3 separate regions of the Zea mays genome follow, and all the other regions are linked to region 2. The links are chromatin contacts, called in public Hi-C maps. All regions are on one chromosome and are shown on one strand. Each heading gives the region's core, a stretch centred on a gene start, on an enhancer-like site or on the middle of the called end of the contact. The rest is flanking DNA. Distances are from core to core; before and after follow the strand shown. Region 1 holds the start of LOC542722 (superoxide dismutase 4). Region 2 holds the start of LOC100281890 (PCB2). Region 3 holds the start of LOC103634826 (nuclear pore complex protein NUP93A).

Region 1 (4,324 bases), core at 399-2,898, 290 kb after region 2:
GGTCACAAAGACTGGATGAGTGTTTCTCACTGTCACGAGGACACCAAGTCCCACAAGCACCTCCACACAAAGTATTCGAAGTCTCTCGCCTCGCTTTACAATCAAGAGAATAAGGAAGGGAGCGAGAGTGAAAATCTCGAATCAAGAACACAAGAACTCGCAACTATTTTTTACTCAAGCCGCTAAGTCTCTCAAATGCAATTCGGATCAAACACGACGCAGAATTAGCTCTGGATGATATTAGAGATTGCACTTAACGTGTAGTAGGTTTGAGTGAGTCTTGTATCTTCATTATCCTGGTTGGGATATTTATAGCCCTCAACTACCAAATGAATCATTGGAAAAAAATTGCCCAAAAGTTGTCTGCGCAGTGGTCCACCCGCCTGTGAACAGTGCTTGTCTAGTGCGCCACCGGACCATGAATAATATGACAGGTAGGTTAACGTTGAAGCCTGTCAGCTGATTGTTGGCTGTTGTCGGGTGGTCTGGTGAGCCACTTGTGTGCCGGCTCAAAAGTGCTAGTTTATATGCTCTCTGTGTAGACGGTCTGGTGTGCCAAGCCTCCGAAGCCTAAAAACACCCTTCCTGAGTAAGAGGTCTGGTGCGCCACTAGTACGCCAAAAAAGAGAAAACAAGACCAAACTTGGGTATTTCTTCTTTCATTTGACTTAGCTTTTCTCTTGGACACTTCCATGACTTAGACAAAACATATTTACAACCTATCCAACTAGTCTAAGTCACGAAATTTGAACTGATTTCTCTATCTTATATTCCTGTTTTGGCTCAAAATAACTCTAAAATAGTGTTTTGTTCAAATTGAGCTGACCAACCTCCTTGGATGTATCAATTAGGTCTCTATGAGTGTTTTGAACTTATCCAAAGTGTAGAACTAGGTGTAGTTCATCTTTTCCAAGGTTTATCCCTTTTTTAGTTGGTTTTGGGCTGATTTTGACTTAGAACTAAATTGAATGGACTTATGCGCTTGTGAGTCAAAGACTAGGCAAACTGATGATCCGAATTGGGAGCTAGTATATTATATTTTGCTCACATCTCTATTGTTGATGGAAGAGTTTAGGATTCGAATATGAGATGTGCAACAAACCTATCATTTCTATCTTTTTAGGACGGCAAAACTCTAAAGACATTTAGATATAATATCATTTGCAATGCACAAAAATATGTATACTGAACACTGTCGTTGTGTGTTACTCTTTCGCTTCTATTCATCTCTCTGTACTTCCCATATTTAAATGTTAAAAACTAAAATTATACTGAAATGAAAATTTGCAACGTGGTTGTTGATTCCAAAACCACGATCTTATCCACTCTCTAACAAGATACATATTTCTTTGTGTTTATACTATATGCTCTAGCATAAGAGCATAAATAAAAACAGTAGCGACGTACCGAAACATAACTAACAAAAAAATAAAATGAACAACATGAATGCATCGAATATATATCGTCCATGAGTGATTTATTTCAGTTTAGTAAAAAAAATATTTCTCACACTAAATATTCATGAGAGCCAGCAGCAACCGGATAAATTCAAAACTATAATATAAGAAAACTGTTGAAATAACTTTTACTTCGTATTCAACCAGTATTTCTGGGGATTGTGATAATGGTGTAATAGAGAGAACCTGCTGGTCGTCGAGGAAGCAACGCAACTTGACTGCTCTGTCCGGCTGCGCCTACAAATCCAGCACACAGGCGCGCACGGCGCATCCCGCTCCTCCACCTCGTCGCAGCCCCCAAGGCCCCAACTACCCCCAGTCTCGGAAGAGAACTATCCAGAAGCGCAAGACTCCAAAGCCGTCGCCTTCCTATCCATCCCTTCCTCGCCGCGGGGGTCGCCTGAGGTATGCTACCTACCAAAACCCTCACGGATCCCTGGCATTTCGATCGCCTCACTCTGTACCCCGGACGAGTTGCAGTTGGATCTCAGATCGGTGGTGCGGTTCCACTTCTAATTTGTTTCCCCCCTTTCCGCTTCCGTTAGCTTCCGATTGATCGTTGAGTCAGATCTTACATCCTATATATGAGCCCATCTGGGCGTCACAAGTAGTGGGACTCGATTTGCTTCGTTCCATCGGATTAAGCACTTTGAGAGCGCTAGATACGTGTCATGTTAGTTCCTTTGTTTAGTCTTGTTGCTTGTTCTGGGATGAATGGTCGTGTGTATATCTTTGTGCTACTCGTGGTGGACTGGTAGTGTCTCCTGTTGCTACGTAGACTGTTGTGGAAGTGTCAGCTATATTATTTTTTCGGTTTTCTGTTGTTTTTAGCTTTGATGAACCGGATCACCATTAAACCTTCAGCTTCACCCTGACCAAGAATACCTGATGAAAGAATGATATTTCAAAGGCCGTACCGTACTGGTATCGCTATTTGTGCCAAGAAAAAGCGTGACTGAATCATGCGGTTTAACTTCTAGAAGTTCAGATGTCATAGAATCATGATTTCTTCCTGTTGAGATTAGCTATTTGGAGCACGTTTGATCAGCTAAGTTTAGGTATCCATATCATGTTATGGTTTGTCAGGGGATGTGTAGGATGACTACTAGCAAGGTGGCCAGTAGAAATCACTTCTACCTTCATGATTAAAATTTTGAAGTTCTGTTTCGAGAATCTAAGTTGTGTGTATTATGTGTTCCCAATTGTGTGGTGTGATTCTCCTAGACTCAATTCTTCATGTGTGAAAGGTCATACAGTTTTTGGTTATCTTGAATGAGTGTACATGCCTGGTCTCTATTACGTGGAGAACCAGAAACAGTCACTTGCAACATAGTGAGTGTCATATTTCCTCTTGATTCACTTTTGATATCTTGACGATGTCACAAATGAAGGCATAGCTCATGTATTTTGCTCAAAATGTTCCATCTTCCACTTACGATGAGATTATGTAGATGCTATATATCTAGGGGTTAACATCTACTCCCTTCATTCCAAATTATAACACATTCCAACTTTCTTGGAGAGTCAAGGCATATCAAGCTTGATTAAAATTATAGAGTATTACAAAGATTTGTGACATTAAATAGGTATACTATGAAAATATACTTCATGAATAATCTAATGATACTTATTTGGTCACATAAATGTTATTTTTTATTATAAAAATTTGGTCAAACTTGAGATGCTTTGACTCTCCAATAAAGTTGGAATGACTTATAATTTGAGGAGGTACTAAAATGTACTGACATATCTTACTGCTCGCTTTTAGTTTGTGCTACTTTTACCCATACTGAAATGGCCCTGTTACTTGTGGACTTGTTTGCAGATCACATAAACAATGGTGAAGGCTGTTGCTGTGCTTGGTAGCAGCGATGGTGTCAAGGGCACCATCTTCTTCACCCAAGAGGGAGATGGTAAGACATTTCATATTCTATGATCTAGTATTTTATATTCGATTGAATTGTCGTCTTCGCATTCTTGACTCTGGTTGGTTGGATCTATTGTTAGGCCCTACCACTGTCACCGGAAGTGTCTCTGGCCTCAAGCCTGGCCTCCATGGGTTCCATGTGCATGCACTTGGTGACACCACCAATGGCTGCATGTCAACTGGTATTTACGCTTCTTTTAGTTTGGCTTGCTTATGTGATCAGGATGTGTGCTAAGTTATCGACCATTGAACTTTCTACTTGTTGGTGAATTTGTCTGGTAATTAAGGACCACACTACAATCCTGCGAGCAAGGAACATGGAGCACCAGAAGATGAGAACCGCCATGCCGGTGATCTTGGAAATGTGACAGCTGGAGCAGATGGTAAAGATCTCTGCCCTTCTTTTTCTGATCTGTTCTACATGCCCATGTAGTAACTGGTTGCTAGTACTTGGGCTAAGGAAGCTGTGTTACTTCTGTGATCCTTTAACCACAGTCCGTAATTCCATTCACATGCTGTGCATATGATAACATACTATCTTGTCACTGAGTTTGTTTCTCTGCTGCCAGGTGTTGCAAACATTAATGTTACCGACAGCCAGGTAATCAGACATTTAGACCCTCATGATTCCTATGTCGCCCTAGCCTTCTCCCTAACACGGCTATTGATTTTTCTTCAGATCCCACTGACTGGGCCAAACTCAATCATTGGCAGAGCTGTTGTTGTTCACGCTGATCCCGATGATCTTGGAAAGGGTAATGATATTATTTGTGTCCGCTTTTGTGTTTTTGTGTGTGTTGAATGTGGCGGCGCTTTTCCTCTGTTTTGAGCTATGTTTTTCACATTGGTTCTGAGTTCAGATAGTCTTATAATCACTATATATAGGAGTGTAATTTTATCTGATTATTCAATGGCGGAGAGAGAAAAAATTTGGTAAGGC
Region 2 (4,141 bases), core at 1,180-3,679:
CGGGAATCGCGGCTGTGGCTGCGCGGAGGATGAGCATCGACGTCGATGGGAGAGCGCGGGGATGGAAGGTGAGCGTGGCGGGAATCGCGGCTGCGGGATGCGTGGCTGCGCGGAGGATGGAAGGTGCGGGGGAGCGTTCGGCCGCGGGCTGGAAGGTGAGCGCGGCGGGGCGGCGGGAATCACGGCTGTGGATGCGTGGCTGCGCGGAGGATGAAGGTGCGGGGAGCGTTCGGCCGCGGGCGTGCGCGGAGCGGCAGAACGTGTGCACCGCGAGATGGACGCCTACAGTGCTCACATAATAGTAGTAGAGATTATCATTTTTTTAGAAAGAGTTTTTAAAAGAATGGTTGATATTGATTTTTTCTCAAATGATTAAGTGGTCGATGGATTTACTGAAGCTTTACATGTAAGATTAATAGAAAATTCTAAGTATAATCTAGATTAGAGAAGGTGAAGATTAAGGGAGGCTGTTGAGATATTATGAAGAGTTGTAACTAAATAGATGTTTCGTTTATGATAGCATCTCCAACGGACTTTATTTTTAAATCTTTATTTGACTCTTTATTTATGTATTAAAATATGTAGCATTTCAACAGACTCTCGAATAGGCAAGTTAGTTTGGTTAGCCGGAGTGGCTAGCCAAGTTTAGCTAGAGACGGGTCAATTTGGAAAGCTAAAATTTGGTTCGACAAGTCATTTAGCTAATCCCTTTGAGATGCTTCGAGATAAACAAGAATCTAGTTTAAATCCATATTGTATTTATGTAGAACTCTTAGAAACAACTCCTATATATGTACACCAACACCACCGTGAGAGACTCTGCATATTTGCGAGAGACTCTCGGTTTCTCTCTTAAGAAACTGTGGGCGAAAACATGTATTATGTGCAGACAAGATATCAGCTTCTTTGAAGCAACAAGTCAAAACATTTCTCTTCCTCCAAATTAGACAATCATCATACTTTGGTATGATTGAATCGCGAGTCGTGTTTACATCATCAGCAAGTCAAAAAGCTCACATCTCTACAAGTACATTGTCGGCATATAATCTACTACAAGTTTCTTTCTCCCGGAAACTGGTAATGGAGAAGGCCTAGAAGATGGTCTGCTCGCCAAGCTCCTGCCCCGCCATCCCTTCCCTTATCACTCTTTGGAAGAACTGCTCGAGCGTGTCCTTGCCGTAGCTGGGCGTCTTCTCGTCGCTGTACTCCCCGGTCTCCGGGTCCAGCAACAGCATGCTCTCCGAGGCATAGTACCTGCCAATCTTGCCGAACTCGGCGGCGTCCTCCAACCCCGGGAACAGCTTGGCCAATCCATCGAGCACCCAGATAACGGCGTCCATGATCTGTATGGGCACCTTGATGAACTTGGGCTCGCGCCCGAGCAGCCGAAACAGCATCTCCCCCTGCTCCAGCGGCGTGAGCGCCTTCCCCGGCCCGCCAATGGGCAGCACCTTGTTGGCCTTGTCCTGGTCGTATATGCAGTCGGCGATGAAGGCGGCGAGGTCCTCCTCGCTGATGGGCTTGCAAGCGCAGAGCTTGCCGTCGCCGAACATGACGTACGGTTGGCCGTTCTTGACGATGTCGACCTGGCCGCCGAGGCTCTTGAAGAACGCCGTGGGGCGCACGACGCTGTAGGTGAAGGAGGGGTCCCGCGCGGCCTCCGCGGCCAGCTCCTCCTCGAACTTGAGCTTGGCGCGTTGGAACTCGAGGAGCGGCTTCTGGACGCAGATGGCGGAGAGAAGCACGAAGTGGGCGGCCCCGAGCCCGCGCGCGGCCTGGAGCGTGTGCAGCGTGGCGCGGTAGTCGACGCGCCACGAGTCCTGCACGCCGCCGCCGCGGCTGGCAAGGCAGCAGACCGCGGCGTGGACGGGCCCGTGCGGGGCGAGGTCCGCGAGCAGCGCGGCCGGGTCGGTGACGTCGGAGAAGACGACCTGGGCGGGGGCGAGGTCCGCGACGACATCATCGGGGGAGTTGCGGCCGCGGATGCCGCTCCGGGACCGCGCCACGGCGAGCACGCGGTGGCCCCGGCGGAGGAGCTCCCGGACGACGTAGCGGCCGATGTAGCCCGTGGCGCCCGTGACGAGGACCGTGGTCTCCGAGGCCGGCAGCGCGCGGTAGGGCTGCGCCGCCGAAGCCGGCGCGGGCGGTGAGACCGCGGAGGAGGCGAGGAGCGGGCCCCGGCCGCGGCGTCGGATGGCGGTCCCGGGGAAGGAGAGGAACCGCGGAGCGGGGCGGGTGGGCGACGGCGTGGCTGTACCGGTGGTTGGGAGGCGGGAGGATAGGAGGATGGTCGCCATGGTAGTGGCGGCGGGGGTGTTGGACGGAATGCGGGAGGCGGAACGGCGAGCGACGTGGACGGGAAGGAGGGAGATTGAGGGAGTGTCAGAGTGCGAGGAGCTGGACAGCGTTTGTGGCGGTGGCGAGGTCGGGGGGAATCCGGTGAGCAGAGCAGGGCAACAGATGGATCACATCACGTCAGCTGCGGGGTCGTTTCATTTGCGATCTTTTTTCCGACAGAAGACGAGGACTGTGGTTTTGGGCCCAAATCTTTCTCAGTCCATGGGCCGGTTCGCAGTCAAAGATTCCCACCACAGAACGTAGCCCATCAGAGCCCAACGTTCAGAAGCGTAATAAAGGCGAGACGTAGTGCTAGTGACTCTTCGCCTCTTCGGTCTCCGCAGAAGAAGCCCTAGCTTCCGCCGCCGCCGCCGTTTCTTACCTTGGTCTGCTGGGTGCTGCTGCGGCTTCTTTCAACCTCCAGAGACTTCCGACCTCCATCTCTCAACTAGGATCGCTCGGGGCACTGTTTCGTTCCTTTCTTTGTTTCCCCGTCGATCCGTTTTCATTGAGGTTTGATTCCTCCCGATTTTTCGCTTCCCTGTCGATACGTTTCAACATCTCCGGGGAGTTGGATAGATTTTCTCGTGTCCCCCCCTCTCGAACGCCTATTTTTCTCGTGTCCATATTCTAAACAGTTAAGCGACTATGGATTTTGCTGGATTGGTTTGATGTGCGGGTTGGCTTTCGATGTCGTTGCCGGTGATGACAGCGTATGGCATGAGTCTCGGTAACTATTTTGCGCTTCGGGTAATCTTTTGCCCGAGTTATCGGCGACTAAGATTAATGTGCCAAAATGCTAATCTGAGGCCAAACACATACTGCATTTTTTAATGCAACAAACATATTTTTGTACTCGGCTGGATTCTCATTGCTATATAGTTTACGCAAGTCTTTGCAGCATCATTCATTTGAGGGCGATCCACCTCATAAAGGTTGATGTGTTCGTATTCTGGATGGATTGTGTCGATGTCATATCTTTTTTTAAGAATATCTGAGGATTTTTGATACAGGAATGCTTTGAATCTGGATTTTTGTACCGTACAAGCGTTCAAAACTCGGGGACGGGGCCAAGGCTAGAATAATTTAAGTCCCTGGGTAGCCTAAGTTCCTCCTTTACTGCAGAAACTCTGAAAGGATGAGTTTACATGAAAACTAAAAAAATGCTTTTGTGAACTTAACTTCATTGAAATGCTATAATTAGTTCCTCGCAGTCAAGAACTTTTTAGAAAATCTTTAAAACATACACCTCAATTAAATATTCTCTAATGATGTACCTCAGACAAACATGTTCAAGGGCTTTATTCCCCTTTAACAAACAAACATGCTATAAGGTGGTCTCCAGTTTCTCGATCTGATTCACTATTTTAAACTGTATAATCTACATTACAATATAGTGTTTTGCAGGATCATGTATACTCTTTGCTGATCAAGATTTTAGGGGTGTTATGAAGACTTGTGTCTTAGGGTGTTATGATGATTACATTTACTTGAGGCAGTTCTTCCCTCAAGCACTAACCACATAGATGTTTGGAGACCTTCGCTGCTCCTTAAGTCCTAAAAGGGCCATGCCTCATGAAACCGATTGGGCTTTGAACTCTTTGGGGTTCGAAGCCCATGAGAATAAGGGACATGGTCTCTTTTTGTTGGATGTACCTTGGCCGTTATAACGGGTTTTTAATAATCGAATGCTTTGTTTCATAGTCTATATCTATGAGAATGGTTGTTGTGAAAATCCCTTGAATCAACGTAAAAGCATAATATATCAAGTCATAGTGATAAGAGGAATCCATCGCCGTCTAAA
Region 3 (4,305 bases), core at 39-2,538, 280 kb before region 2:
AAACTAATTAGGGAGGCGAGTATCAACATCTGAACTCGTTTTTCACCAAAATGGGCATAACACATCTAGTGTCATGTAGTTAAGGTCCTACTGAGATAAAACATTGTCATATAGTTAAGGTTGGCCTATCTTTGCTTGTGTATGCATCTATGCCTCTAAAGTTCTAGAATGAAGCTTTTGTTGCCACTGCATATCTTATAAACCGCAAACCTACTAAGCTGCTTGATTATTCAACTCCTTTAGAAAACTTGTGTCAACAAACCCCCGAATATTATTCTCTTAAGACCTTGGGTGTGCATGCCAGCCAAATTTACGTCCTTATAATACTCGCAAGTCGCAAACTGTCTTTTCGGTCCATTTCTTGTGTTTTCTTATGTTATAGCACCATGTATAAAGAGTACTAGTGTTTAAGGGGGATCCTAGGAACTAGGAAGCAGCTTCCAGTACAACTAGATAGTCATGTAAATCATGGCAATGCTTCTGTAAAATCCATATCCTATTATTTTTTCAAATAAACCTAAATAGTAATACTCTATTAAACCAAATCAATTGCTCGACCTTTTAACACCTCTTTACCTCAAAAAATATTTTTAACACTACTGAAACTAGTCATATCACTAAACGAAATGTGGTGCCAAATGCACTATTTCCGGCTCATCCGTTACCTTGAGTTCGAATGACTTGAGGTCCCTGGCGAGCTGCTCAGCATTGATCCCCTCGCGTGCTAACAATCTGCAGAAGTGCAGCCCAAACCCTAAGTCCTCACAGACTTATAGAAGCGGCACTTGTAATTCAGGCAAAATAGAGAAGGCAATGCACAGAAAGGATCCCAGGCTAATCAAGTGGGTTCCGGATATTTATCTACCTGGTGGCGGAGAGCGACTGTGACGGAGCCTCAGAGCGGATGGTCTTGGCCTTGAGCTTGGTGGAGAGCGCCTCGAGCTGGTCCAGATTCCTCTGGAGCAGCAGAAACGAACCCGTTAGAGGCAGCAGGAATAAGTGTAGCCGGCGTTGGCGGCGAGGAAGGGAGAGAAGCCGCGCGGAAGGAAACGAGAACGGCGTCGGGCGCGCACCTGAAGGGGAGGGAAGTGCGGGGTTGGCGCCGCCTGCTCGAGGAGCTTCGTGGAGGAGTGGAGAAGCCCCGTCCAACCGCCCATCTCCGCGTCGTCCCCACCTCCACCGCCGCTGCCACCGACGCCGGCCATCACCGCCGGACTAGGAGGGTTTACGCTCGTGGTTTCGGGGGCGCAGGCTTCCGGCGCGGCGCTCGAGCTGTGGGGTTTTTGCCTTTTCGGAGAAGCGGTGGAGCGTTCTGCTGAAATGGTTGCTGGGCTGGGGCTTGAATCACGCGCATCGCCTGTAGCCATCCTGGGCTGTGGAGTTGAACTTTTGGGCTTGAGTCTAATAGCCGTACAACGTGCCTAGCGAAGGCCCATTTTAGCCCGGGTTTAGATTCGAGGATTTGGAGCAAATTGTCGTTACCTTTGTTCCTGACTCTTGAACAGTGCTTCCTCTGTCCACTGTTTATCTCAAACTTTGTGGAGACGATCAGCCTTAAATTTATAAAAACCATAAACATTTGTATCTCTAAACAAAATTTACTATACAAAACATACGACGTGATTAATGTAATAATATTTATTTAATATTGTAAATATAAATATTTTTATATACTTAGTTAAAATCAAGATTAATTGACTTGTTGAAATACAACATGAGCATTTATTGTGAGTCTTGATCTCTTGACATACAAGATGAGCATTTATTTTGAGACCTACGGAATGCAATCTAAAATACCTTCTAACACTATTTTTCTAGGATCTAGTTTCTATAATCGTCTCAAACAGTACTACTGTCTAAAACAGGGTATTTTAATTTTGCGACGTTTATCTTGCATCTAACAACATTAGCAATTTTATAAAGAGTCCCGTCCACCTCTCTCTTATGGCGTGATGGGATTTTCATAAAAGTAGCAGTGTTATTAGATTCAAGATGATCATTTCATATTTAAAATATGCACGTAAGCATTATTACCCCTTTGATCACAAGATATGTTCTCTTTTTCCCCTCTAATTTCAGAATATTTGGCTGCCTTTGATAGACCATATAAAATAGAGGACGCGGTATAGATGACACTGTTTAACACTGTTCGTAAAGTAAAGTTTGAAATAGAGAATAAGATAGGAAAGCTGTTGGAGATAGTATTACCCCTCTATATTCTTCCGTGTACAATTCAATTGATCGAAAACAGACCTTCTGTAGTCATGAGGAGGTTTGAGTCACCAAAGCTCCACACAGATTCAATCTCTCTATCAACAATACAAATTCAGAAATTTTAGGAATATTACTCCAGCTTACAATGTGATACATGTCATGGTTCATGAATCCACCAACTTTTCACCAAAACATCCGATTGAAAATTTGCGTTGAATTGATAACTGATTATGCAGGCAACAGACTGTTACAATGGAAAGGGGTGTAGTGAAACGCTAGAGATCTAAGCTTCCATTCAAATAAATCTAACATCAAACGCAGCTGCTTAAAGAGCAGGAAAGAAAACCTAATATACAGAACTAACTACTTCAACTCCCTCCCCAGCCTATACATGATGTCTAGAAAAAAAATCACTCACATGACAACAGGTAACCAACAAAATACATTATCATTGCATTTTTCGTTTGCAAAACAGCTGCATGGAGCATTTCCCCCATGTTGAAGTCTCCTTTTTTTTACCTGTAAATATTGATCCTTAGGATCTTACCGAGCACGGGCAGTGGCCGGTTGTTTCGATGAGCGCCCAAACTTGTGCTTCCGCTTTTGGTTCACCACTGCAGCAGGATCAACCAATGGTCCGGACCAAGTAGGCACAGCGCCTTTCTCGTGCGTGAACACAGTGCTGAAGGAAGACGGGTCTGGAGGCTCATATAGTGGGTCCATATGATTTGAAGTGTCCAAAGGGACACCAACCGCACCATCTTGATGTGGGGGAGGGAACTTTTCGCTCTTGCTCTTAGCTGCATGAGTGACGAACCTTCGTTTCTGTGGTAAGACAAAAAAAAAAGGATAAGCACAAGTCAGTGATACTGCAAAGTTTGTTTTATGATAGTATGGGCTTCCTTTTGGACCATGGCCGATAAGAAACAGAGGACCTATCCTGAAGTCTACTTGGATGTAGGATGTAATTTACAAAATGTAGAGTTTATGTGAAAGACTGAAAGATCTGAGACAAAGCAAGTGGTTGCACCACGTCAGAACATTGAACAGCTCTATCCTAAGCTTATCTATTAGCCTCTAAAAAACAAAGAATGTTGAACAGCTCTATCCTAAGCTTATCTTATTAGCCTCTACAAAACAGCTTACAGTAACAAATTGTGCACCGGAAGTAAAAATTTCATTCAACGTACATCGATATTTACTTGAAGTTCAGCATTTGCCTCTGGAGCTGGAACTGCCTTAGGTCGATCACGTGCTCTCGTCTTCTTGGCTCCATCACCGTTAGCTCTACCACCAGTAGCCCTTAAACTGTTGAACATGGTAGACAAGTCAGGTAGCATCATGATAGTGTGCAGTGGCGGACACAGGAGCCGACGACCCTGGGCACCTGCTCGGCTGTGATGCCACTGGATCCTTATGTAGTTATGTTTGTATGGCATGATTTGCATCAGGTGCTAAAGTACATGATTTAATTGGCTCAATGTGTTTTGCCCAAGCTATGATCAAACGCTGGGCCCACTACTGATAGTGCATAAGAAGCAATCAATTGAACTGGCATGAGACCACTAGGATATCTGACTAGTTGCAGATATGAGGACATGCAATCAGTGAAAAAAATCAATCAGAAAAATGAGACAGTACTTGTCCTTTGACTCAACTATGAGGTCTACAAAGCATACTCAACAAATTACAGAAATCCTGGAGATTTTAGCACACGAAGTTTGACCAGTGGCTAACTAAAATGGTTTTTTGAGAGAAGAAATGTTTTTTGCTTTTGTATAGTATAATGGAAGCGTAAAACCAGCACGTCATGAGGCTCTTTCGTCATTCTCTCATTTTCCCCCTTTTTTCAACTTACAAAGGGCATAGGTATTAACATTAAAATACCACAAAAGTTCTGGGTCAATTTAAGTAGCTCACTATTTAGCACTCGTGTTTAACAGGAGCTCAAAGGAGGACAAAATGCCATTTTACATTTACTAAATCATGACAGTGCTGTTGTCCAACTTCTGTATCAATGTTAATGACTCGTGGTGAGTAGTGAGTACCTGGAACTCTTCCAGATGTACATCCAAAGACCCAATATCTAAT

What was found. Hi-C and Micro-C count contacts between places; a contact is called where the count stands out from the background.
Region 1: a contact with region 2 is called in a Hi-C map of bundle sheath, with 2.2 times the contacts expected there. The contact joins the promoter of LOC542722 here to the promoter of LOC100281890 in region 2. A contact is called at or near these places in 4 of 25 Hi-C or Micro-C datasets (bundle sheath, ear, leaf mesophyll and 1 more).
Region 3: a Hi-C map of endosperm shows a contact between it and region 2, with 4 times the contacts expected there. The contact joins the promoter of LOC103634826 here to the promoter of LOC100281890 in region 2. A contact is called at or near these places in 6 of 25 Hi-C or Micro-C datasets (bundle sheath, ear, endosperm and 2 more).

What each region holds. Positions count from the first base shown.
Region 1 is chr1:60,289,388-60,293,711 of Zm-B73-REFERENCE-NAM-5.0, forward strand. It overlaps LOC542722 (superoxide dismutase 4), which reads left to right and starts at 1,649. Exons shown (of 8, transcript NM_001112234.2): 1 at 1,649-1,862; 2 at 3,283-3,370; 3 at 3,465-3,566; 4 at 3,672-3,767; 5 at 3,954-3,985; 6 at 4,064-4,139. The coding sequence starts at 3,295.
Region 2 is chr1:60,003,570-60,007,710 of Zm-B73-REFERENCE-NAM-5.0, forward strand. It overlaps LOC100281890 (PCB2), which reads right to left and starts at 2,430. Exons shown (of 1, transcript NM_001154810.3): 1 at 862-2,430. The coding sequence starts at 2,297. The coding sequence ends at 1,092. It overlaps LOC103634874 (a long non-coding RNA gene), which reads left to right and starts at 2,654. Exons shown (of 2, transcript XR_556976.3): 1 at 2,654-2,850; 2 at 3,745-4,141. It also overlaps the pseudogene LOC100273629.
Region 3 is chr1:59,720,604-59,724,908 of Zm-B73-REFERENCE-NAM-5.0, forward strand. It overlaps LOC103634826 (nuclear pore complex protein NUP93A), which reads right to left and starts at 1,289. Exons shown (of 15, transcript NM_001360139.1): 1 at 1,074-1,289; 2 at 866-957; 3 at 666-732. The coding sequence starts at 1,205. It overlaps LOC100281653, which reads right to left. Exons shown (of 7, transcript NM_001154572.2): 6 at 3,405-3,522; 7 at 2,481-3,039. The coding sequence ends at 2,758.